2 separate regions of the Arabidopsis thaliana genome follow, and region 1 is linked to region 2. Evidence: chromatin contacts called from public ChIA-PET data. All regions are on one chromosome and are shown on one strand. Each heading gives the region's core, a stretch centred on a gene start, on an enhancer-like site or on the middle of the called end of the contact. The rest is flanking DNA. Distances are from core to core; before and after follow the strand shown.

Region 1 (4,611 bases), core at 170-2,669, 37 kb before region 2:
TGGTCAAAAAACACGATTGAATTTATTTAGCCACATTATGAGATTATGGGACTCTCTAGAAGTCTAGATGCTGTAGCTTGGAGTAGTAATTAAGTTTTAGTTGATTTTTGTACCAAATGGCAATTCAACAATATTTCGGGTAATAAAGACAAAACAAAATGATGTACAGGTCTTTTGTTTTTAATATCTCATCATTGTCTATTTTGGTTTGTTTGATTTGATGATTGTGAGATGCAGTGAAAAAACAGATTAACTTTTTCATGAGTAAAACTTAGTGTTAAAAATTTTCAAGATATGGAGGGTACAAAACTTAATAAAAGAACATGAGTTTGTATTAGAATCTAGAAATTCTTCTTGTTTCGTAGTTGCTTGGACTAATTTATGTTTTGGTTTTCCATTGATGAATGTAAAAGGTTCGCAAAGTGTGGTTAAAGTTTCACCACACTCTAAGCTAAAGAAGACACATGGGCTAATGAACATGTTCGGCTGGGGAATATTGATTATCGTTGGCGCCATAGTGGCTCGACATATGAAGCAATGGGACCCCACTTGGTTCTATGCCCATATCGCTCTCCAAACCACTGGTTTTCTCCTCGGTTTAACTGGTGTCATTTGCGGTTTGGTTCTTGAAAACCGGCTCAAGGCCAATAATGTTTCCAAGCACAAAGGCCTCGGGATAACCATACTTGTCATGGGCGTTCTTCAGGTTCGTCTTCCTAATAACACTCAAAAATTTGAAGTATATACTGCGAAGAACACCCAAGACGATTATATGTTTACATGGTTTTGTTTATTGATATTTCAGATGCTGGCATTGCTAGCTCGGCCGGATAAGCAATCGAAATACAGAAAATATTGGAATTGGTATCATCATAACATAGGAAGACTTCTGATCATACTGGCTATTTCTAACATCTTCTACGGTATTCATTTGGCTAAAGCTGGAACTAGTTGGAATGGTGGTTACGGTTTTGCGGTCGCGGTCTTGGCCTTGACGGCTATTGGATTAGAAGTTAGAAAGTTCTTGAAAAAGTAACTTTTATTTAAATGATCTCTCTTTATTGTCTTGCAACCATATTTATCTTGGTTAGGACAGTGTGATGTATTGAACATGTTATTGACTAATCATTTGAATGATATGTTTTTTTTTTTTTTTGAAGGTCTATTTGTTGATACAAGAATTAATTTGTGTATAATGTTTTTTTTTTTTTTTCACTATTTACAAAATTATAATCTGCTTCATATCCTATCAACTACGGACCTTCACGGTCTTTTGGGCCACGATAGACATTTTTACTAGTTAAATGCTTGGACTTCTATATAAGAAAGGCCCATCTCAATTAAAAAACTTAAATGCTTTAGTTTGTTTTAGCAAACTAATGGGCCAATATAAAGGCCCATATCAAAAAGAAAAAATGGTTGACGACTCGGTAATGCGTCAGAGAGATTCAGAGACATTGCAGAAATTGGAAGAAGAAGAAGAAAGAGATGTTGAGAACTCGCCTTCTCTGGTTTACGCTTGGTTTTTCCGTGACCGGAGGTTCCATTGCTCATATCGTGTGGCGTGATCTCTATGCCGAACGTTTCGCTATTTCTTCTGATGTAAATTTTCAATGTTTTAGAAATTCATCATTTGGGAAAGTTTTCATTCGAATATCCTGCAAATCGTTAACAAAATTCCAATGCTGCAGATGAAGGAGAAATTCAGTGCTCTGGAAGGTAGAGTATCAGGTTTGGAGTCTGGTGGTTATGAGAACCCGAATCCAGCTCAGGTCAGCTCTTTCTCTACCTCTCTCCCTCCATTCGTAACTATGATTTGATTGCTAGTGAGATAATCTCGTTACTCTTTTAGATAAATTAAGCTATTCATATGATCTGAGTTTTACAGAAAGCTTTTTTGTTTGGTTGGTTACATTGATATTGTTCATTGATATTTAATCAACTTAGAATTCAAGAATTTCTAGAGAGGTCAAGCAAGCGTAGTAATTTCACCACTGCCTGTATAAGCCACAGAATGTTGCCAATTTACTTAACAAGTTTTCTAAAGTTTGGTTGGACAAATTGCTTGAGAATTTCAATAACAAAAGCAGTTTCACACCTTCTGCTTACATGAAGTTACATTGGTAGTAGTAGCTCATAGTGTTATGCATCTTGAAACGATTGTTTGTTAGTGAGATGATCTCATAACTCTGGTTGATCAATCAAGCTATCCACGTGATCTGAATGTCATAGCAAGCTCTTATGTTTGGTGGGTTACTTCTCATTGTTCATTGATTTCTTCACAATTGTTTAGTCTACGGAGAATTCAAGAATTTCTAGAGGTGTTATAGTTTGCTGGTACTGCTTCTCATGAAAGAACAATTAGTTTCAGACATTGAGATTTCACCACTGCCTATATAAGCCACAAAATGTTGCCCATTAACTTGAGTTTTCTAGAGTTTGGTTGGACAAATTGCTTGAGACTTTAGAGTCTCTCTAGTTTGGTGAATTTCAATAACAAAAGCAGTTTCACACCTTCTTAAGTTACATTACTAGTGGTAGCTCATAGTGTTGTGTACCTAGAAACGATTCATTCACATTTTGATCAACTTGTTCAATCATATATTAATTCCACTCTGTTGTAGGATGAAAGGATTTCATAAAAGAAAGCATCTCACAATAGTTTCATACTCTCACACTATGTATCCTTTTTCTTACTAGGTCAACTTCTTGCTCACCATTGCTTCTTCTTGTAGGTTGAGAGTTGAAGACTCCTGCAAGTGGTACCAGCGCAAATTAATCAAAGACTTGGCTGATGTGTGAGAGAGTTACGATCTTCTCTTGGAACTTCTAAGATGCTTGGAATAATCTTCTGAATAGAAAACTTTTCGTTTTTGTAAACTGACTTACCTTTTGACTCGAGATTTCTTCTGTAAGCTACGAGCAAGACTTACATTTGTGTTACAAAACAGTCGGCTTTATTATTACAAGAAATGGTTCAGTACTTTCGTTTCATTCTAAAAAAGGGGTTGTATGAGAGAAATGCATCACGGGTGTGCATCATTAGGATATAGGCCCTTTCTAATCTCAAACCTTTCAGCTTGATACCAATTTTATACAGAGAGACTTATACCATACCAATTGAAATCTATTCACATCCTAAACAACGATACGCGACCCTACTCATGTATCAATTAACCATTTGCTAAAACATTCAGAGACTGACGGAAATTGTAAAAAGAGACTATAACTCTATGAGTCAGGGGAAACCCCTCATTCTATCAACCAGTACGAGTGGAGCTCTCTCTCTATCCCGCGATTTATTCCTTTCTTCATTGATCCCGGATTAAAGAGACTCCTTGGTCAGAACCAACCATCTATCGCCTCGATCATGACTTCCTTTGATGGGATGGGCGAGGGAGGATCGAATTTGCCAGCTCCTCATTCAACTTCACCGGAAGAGGTGGCATCTGCTTCATAACTTCTGGCATGTCATTCAAGCTGCAATCCATTCAATCAGCAAAGCACGTTAAGATTTGAGTTGATACACTATAATAGCTCGAAAACTTTGTTGGAAAAGAATGGCATTTCCCAAAGTGAGTCAATGACATCGAAATGATCTATAGATATATGGGAAAATGTATTACTCGTTCAAGATTGCAAGGATATTGTCTCGAGCTTTGCACAAGATATTGACATTCTCATGTAGCTGCAATGGGAAAGAATCTTTCATAAGTACACAATTGGATAGAACTAACGTAAACTTAAGCTGATATAGTACAAAATCAATCATAAAACCACTGGATTGCTCAAAAGCCAACAGCACAAGGCAGAGAATCAAATCAAGTCCAAAAAACTCAGCGAATTATACAAAACTTACAAGATGAAAAGTGGAAGTTGAATTCACCTGGAAAGCTGAGAAATTTGTTGAAAGTTGATTGAACATTTGAGCATTTTGCTCGAGAAGATCTCCACTCACACCACCAATAGCTGCAATAAAGCCGAAACACTTATGCTCCTTCTAATCCAATCTAGAAGATTTAGCCTTTAAATGGAAAAAGCCTAGAATCTTAGACAAACCTTTATATGAAATACCATCATCAGTATCGATAGGCATCATAGGCGGAGCATAAGAAGGACCATTAGGATGAACATTCAAATGAGATGAGGACTTGGCTGAAGAATCTGTAGCTTTTTCCTGCTAAACAGATATGTGAAAGACAATCAATCAGTTTTTGTAGACTTATAAATGGATCCACAAGACAACACAAGAACTTTCATCCGTCCAAACTCACAAGTAAATGACTAAAGGTTCAAGCTAGTTACACATTAGAATTCAATCAAGCTGATTTATGGTTTGTACTTCAAATATCTTTCTTAGCCTTGCTAGTATCGAAATTGCTAAGTAGCAGCAAATAGGATTGAAATCCACATACTTTCTTATCTTTGCTTTTCCTCGAGGAATGATCTTCTTTCCTACGCTTTCCGTTTTCCTTTTTCTGCAATCCATCAGCAACCACATGGAGGTGAAAAACCGTCAGTTGATTCTTACTAATCAATAAAGCCAATACACGAAGAAGGTTAATCAAGAACAACGAAAAAGTCGCCGGATTAAGCAAAATCAAGAAACTT
Region 2 (4,322 bases), core at 311-2,810:
AGAATACAGCACACACATATCACCCACCACATGACTCTAGCTAGATTCATGCAAGATGCTCGGCTCAATTAGCATGTCAAATATACACGGTCAAGATGGTAGACAATAAGCGACATTCATCTAAATTCATCCCTTGCGCTCTATCTTATCTATTTACCTCTCTTCAATTTGCAAACGACATGTTTTAAAGCATTTCCCCAATTTTCTGATATATTTCAGGTAATAATATGTTAAGAGTTCCTATTCAACAAAACAGAGCACATGATGATGATGCAACTTTAACTTTCCATTACACCAAATAATTTTCAAACTAATTCTGTTCATCAGTTCATGCAGTAAAATGCTGAAGAGTATATAAAAGTACCATTACACTTATGTTGGTGATGAAAACTCACCTTTATCTCTCATCCTCCTTTCTCTATCATACTCAAACTTATCCCTGATTTGACTGACTTTCTCCCAATTATCACCTTGTGTAGTTCTATTAAACCCTTGCTCCTGCTTTCATTTCCGATTCTCACAAAAATCAGACTCAAGTTTTACAGATAACACAAAACAAAATCAGGGAAAACAATGAAATTAGACAGAAGTGAACCACAACAAGATCTCAAATCTACTCACTACAAAAAACATAATAAAGTTGTTACCTTTGTTTGATCGCTGAAAGACCGCCTGTTCCTGCAATGATTAAGAAGATCAACCAATCACAAAACCACCCATCCACACCTAAATATCATTATAAGAATATAGTCAGGGATTAAACCTGTATGGATTAAAATCTTCATCGTCTTCTTCAGCGGATTCATAATTTGCATGATCACTTGCGAGTTTCTTTGAATACCCTTCATCCCAATAAAGCCTCTCCCAGTTTTCTCTAAGCTCGTTATATAGTTCCATATACTTTTTGCACCATGGCTCATGTTCCTATCATTGCAATGGTTTAACAGATTTTTTTCCAATTGAACTACAACACAGAACAATTAAACAGTGAAGATTGAAAAAACTTAAACTTTGTGAAAGGAACTGACCGATTCTTTAAGGACGAGGCGAGTGCGGCGCATGAACTGGTCACGGAGCTGCTTACGGCGTTTGTTCGGAATGTTGTCCCTGGGGATTGTGAAACGCTCACGAGGAGGGACGTGATCACCGATCTCGTGCATCTCTCCGTCTACTATCCACCACTCGGATTTCTCTTCCTTCTTCTTTAGCGGAAGAGAAGGCAACTTGTTTCGCCGTCTCGGCTGACCTGCCTCTGTTCTCGCGAGTCGAATCTGGGAAACGCCGCCGTGACGTATCGACGGCAAAATGGAGCCTACCCGTCTGACGACAAAGTTCATGGCGGTTTTCCGGCGGTTTGTAAAGAGCGTCGCAGAGTCTGAGATTAGAAGTGAAGTCGGGAAGCTAAAACGACCTATACCAGAGCTGCTTTCTAAACCAGTTATGAACCGAAATTGAACGTTACTCGGTTTTCCTAATTCTCTTGTGATTTCATGTCTGGTTACGATTTCTGGATTTGAGGTTGAGTTTAGTCATGATAGAGCCAGCCCCGGCCCAATAAATATAAAAGTATTAGGGAAAAAACTTGTGTTTTTTTGCTTTGGACTTTTCATTATGTTACAGTTTTAATTGTTTTGGGCTCTAGATTCATAATAAAAACAAAATTGGATCTTTACTGTATTTTTAAAAAATATTGGGTCTTATATGAATTGTTTTTAAAAAGGAAATGAGCCTTATACACTTGCACCTTGCCCTACCCAATTGGGCCGGGTCTGGTTAGAACTTAACGAACTTGTGTGATTTTGTAAGATTGTAGTTCAAAGATTAACTGCACTGTGATGAGACCATGTCCATTGTCCGATTACGGTTTCTAAACCGGTTATGAACCGAAATTGAATCTAACTCGGTTGTACTATTTTTTTCGCATTGTATGATGACCATGTCTGATTACGGTATTTGGATTTGGGGAGATTTTGGTCATGTTAGAGTTCAACGAGTTTGATTTTGTCAGATCGTACATAATTTTATAATTGAATTGGCAAATGGTGTGATCCAATTCAAACTTCTAGTTTCTTTCTTTCTTTCATTGACCTTTTATTGAAACTCCAAAGAGTCTGATTTCTTTCTTTCTTTCCTCGAGAAACAGTGTCATTGAAACCTTGAACTTAAGATTACTTATTCCCTTGGAGTTTCAATGAAACCTTGAACTTGCTTTTGCCTAAACAATAAGACTCTGAACTCTACTCAAAACTCTATACCAATTCTATCCACACTAAACATTTTATTAACCAACGAAGAAGAAGAAGTAACATTAAAGAACACCATGTTCTCGGCCTAGGACAAGGTGTTACACGCAAATACTGAACTTATCTCCAAACACCTCAAATCTCATGCCAGATTCACATACATGTCATCATCTGGATTAGATACAAATGATAAATTCTACTACATATTAAACTAGATATCGAAAATCTAAAAATAATGCAGATAACACAACATGCCTATTCTTCTACAATACTTAACTTTCTGGTTCTTAATCAATGTCAACAGTTGAGAGAACGCAGATAATCCATCAATAAACGGTAGTCTGAACATGTAATTAGGAGATAAACAACAACCCAAAATCTCATTATTCAGAATCAAAGTCAAAAAGAGAACAACAAAAACGATAAAGCTCACAACTCTCATCGAGCATCCAACACAGCATCAAATTCTGATTTTTCCCTAATCTTGGGAAACAAGTTGCAGAAATTTCCCAATTGAACGTTTCAACAAAACCATTAGCTCAAGTCTTCCAATTTCTACCCAGTGCTGCCATGAACAATCGATCCAAGTGTACCAAGAACCGCGAAAGCAAGCAATGGACTAACATCAAGCGTATCGAAGATAGGAGGAATGATGTTTCTGAAGAGATTCAAGTAAGGATCACAGAGATCTCTAATGGCAGACAAAGGCTGTCTTTCCCAAGGGATATTAGGGAACCAACTCAGCAAAACCCTAACCATCAATACCCCACTGTAAATGTCTAGCCACTTCTTTATCCCCACCGCAACAACCGTCAGCGGCGTGTTCAAGTATCCCGGAGGACGATCCCGGAGAGACGCGAAGAAGACAGGTCCGGCGGTACTGAGAGAGAATCGTAACCCGTCGGCGATTACGGGACTTGAAGTCTGGATTGCGAGAGAGAGTTTCTGAGCTAGGACTCTGGTTACAGCGATTGCTAAAGCCGCGAGAGTAGCGAGAGACCGAGTGGACCCGGTGAGTGTCGATGACCGAGCTGTTGACTTCTCCGTCTGGAGGATTGGTGTTGTTATCGGCGAAGCGGATGCGGAAATTCGGATGGATTTAGGGTTTTGGATTGATAGAGAAGGGAAGGGGTTAAGAGGAAAGAAGAGACGAGCTGGTGGTGGTTGATTGGTGAAGCCATGGAATCTAGGGCTTGTGGCAGATGATGGGAGATAAACAGGAGAGCGGAGAGTGAGAGCTGTAATGGCGGCCATCTCCGTTATTCCGCCTGTTGAAGATAAATGACGATAGGTTTTTGAGTCTTTCAGATATAAAACCCAAATCTGTCCAAAATTATTATTTTCGTCCTTTAATAAGAATTATATCTTTCATCCTTTTAAATCATTAATACTATTTGTAAATAAACACTAATAAGTAATAACTTTTAAATAACTAATACTATTTTTTTTTTTAAACTAATAGTAACTTTTATATAGATTTTTAGCATTTTTGTTGTTATACATAATTGTTAACTAAATTCTATATATACACAAACTAAAATTCTTATTTTTGAGAAAAATGAAATATTTGGTCAATTTCATGTTTAATATTGTCAAAATTTAAGAATTCATGCATCATTTTTTTCTTTTTCTTTCACTAGCATAATATTTACTTTGTTGTTGGTAGTAAATTAGTAATCCATGACACACAAAAAAAAAAACTCAAAACTAGTTGTTTTCATTAACCTCGACTCTTAAAGAAGAAGCTAGCAAGAATAAAGATTTATTATGAAGCCGATTATTTTGATTCACACAAAAAAAATAAGAACAAGATAAATAAATATTACAGTCTCACAAGTAGAAATTGGTATTACAAAAATCAACACAGTGGAAACAAGTGAGGACGTAAGATTGGTAAAGACCAAAGGTAAGCATCTAAGAACTTAACATTTCCACCATTTGAGAGTATCCCCAAAATGATACTTCTCATCATCTTCATCGGCTTTCCCATGTTCATCCTCCATCTCTGCATAACCATCCGCGGTGGCCCCACCAAAAACCCTCGTCGCCGGTTTCCTAACCGCACGACGACTCGTTTTC

Evidence for each region. ChIA-PET counts read pairs in DNA pulled down with a chosen protein or histone mark.
Region 1: a contact with region 2 is called in an H3K4me3 ChIA-PET map of shoot, with 10 read pairs. The contact joins the promoter of AT3G07568 here to the promoter of AT3G07440 in region 2. A contact is called at or near these places in 3 of 26 Hi-C or Micro-C datasets (callus, leaf and root) and 1 of 2 datasets of contacts at active chromatin or transcription factors (shoot).

Annotation. Positions count from the first base shown.
Region 1 is chr3:2,414,630-2,419,240 of TAIR10.1, reverse strand. It overlaps AT3G07568 (fanconi anemia group D2 protein), which reads left to right and starts at 1,419. Exons shown (of 3, transcript NM_180204.2): 1 at 1,419-1,602; 2 at 1,692-1,772; 3 at 2,736-2,998. The coding sequence starts at 1,489. The coding sequence ends at 2,747. AT3G07570 (Cytochrome b561/ferric reductase transmembrane with DOMON related domain-containing protein) reads left to right here. Exons shown (of 4, transcript NM_111636.3): 3 at 414-706; 4 at 806-1,192. The coding sequence ends at 1,036. AT3G02015 (a long non-coding RNA gene) reads right to left here and starts at 2,756. Exons shown (of 1, transcript NR_140879.1): 1 at 2,504-2,756. It overlaps AT3G07565 (histone H2A deubiquitinase (DUF3755)), which reads right to left. Exons shown (of 7, transcript NM_111635.4): 3 at 4,416-4,478; 4 at 4,060-4,177; 5 at 3,887-3,969; 6 at 3,627-3,688; 7 at 2,957-3,480. The coding sequence ends at 3,369.
Region 2 is chr3:2,378,426-2,382,747 of TAIR10.1, reverse strand. It overlaps AT3G07440, which reads right to left and starts at 1,560. Exons shown (of 6, transcript NM_111623.4): 1 at 1,029-1,560; 2 at 764-924; 3 at 648-678; 4 at 396-498. The coding sequence starts at 1,337. YLMG1-1 (YGGT family protein) reads right to left here and starts at 3,620. Exons shown (of 1, transcript NM_111622.3): 1 at 2,319-3,620. The coding sequence starts at 3,497. The coding sequence ends at 2,799. It overlaps AT3G07425, which reads right to left. Exons shown (of 1, transcript NM_202518.2): 1 at 3,943-4,322. The coding sequence ends at 4,102.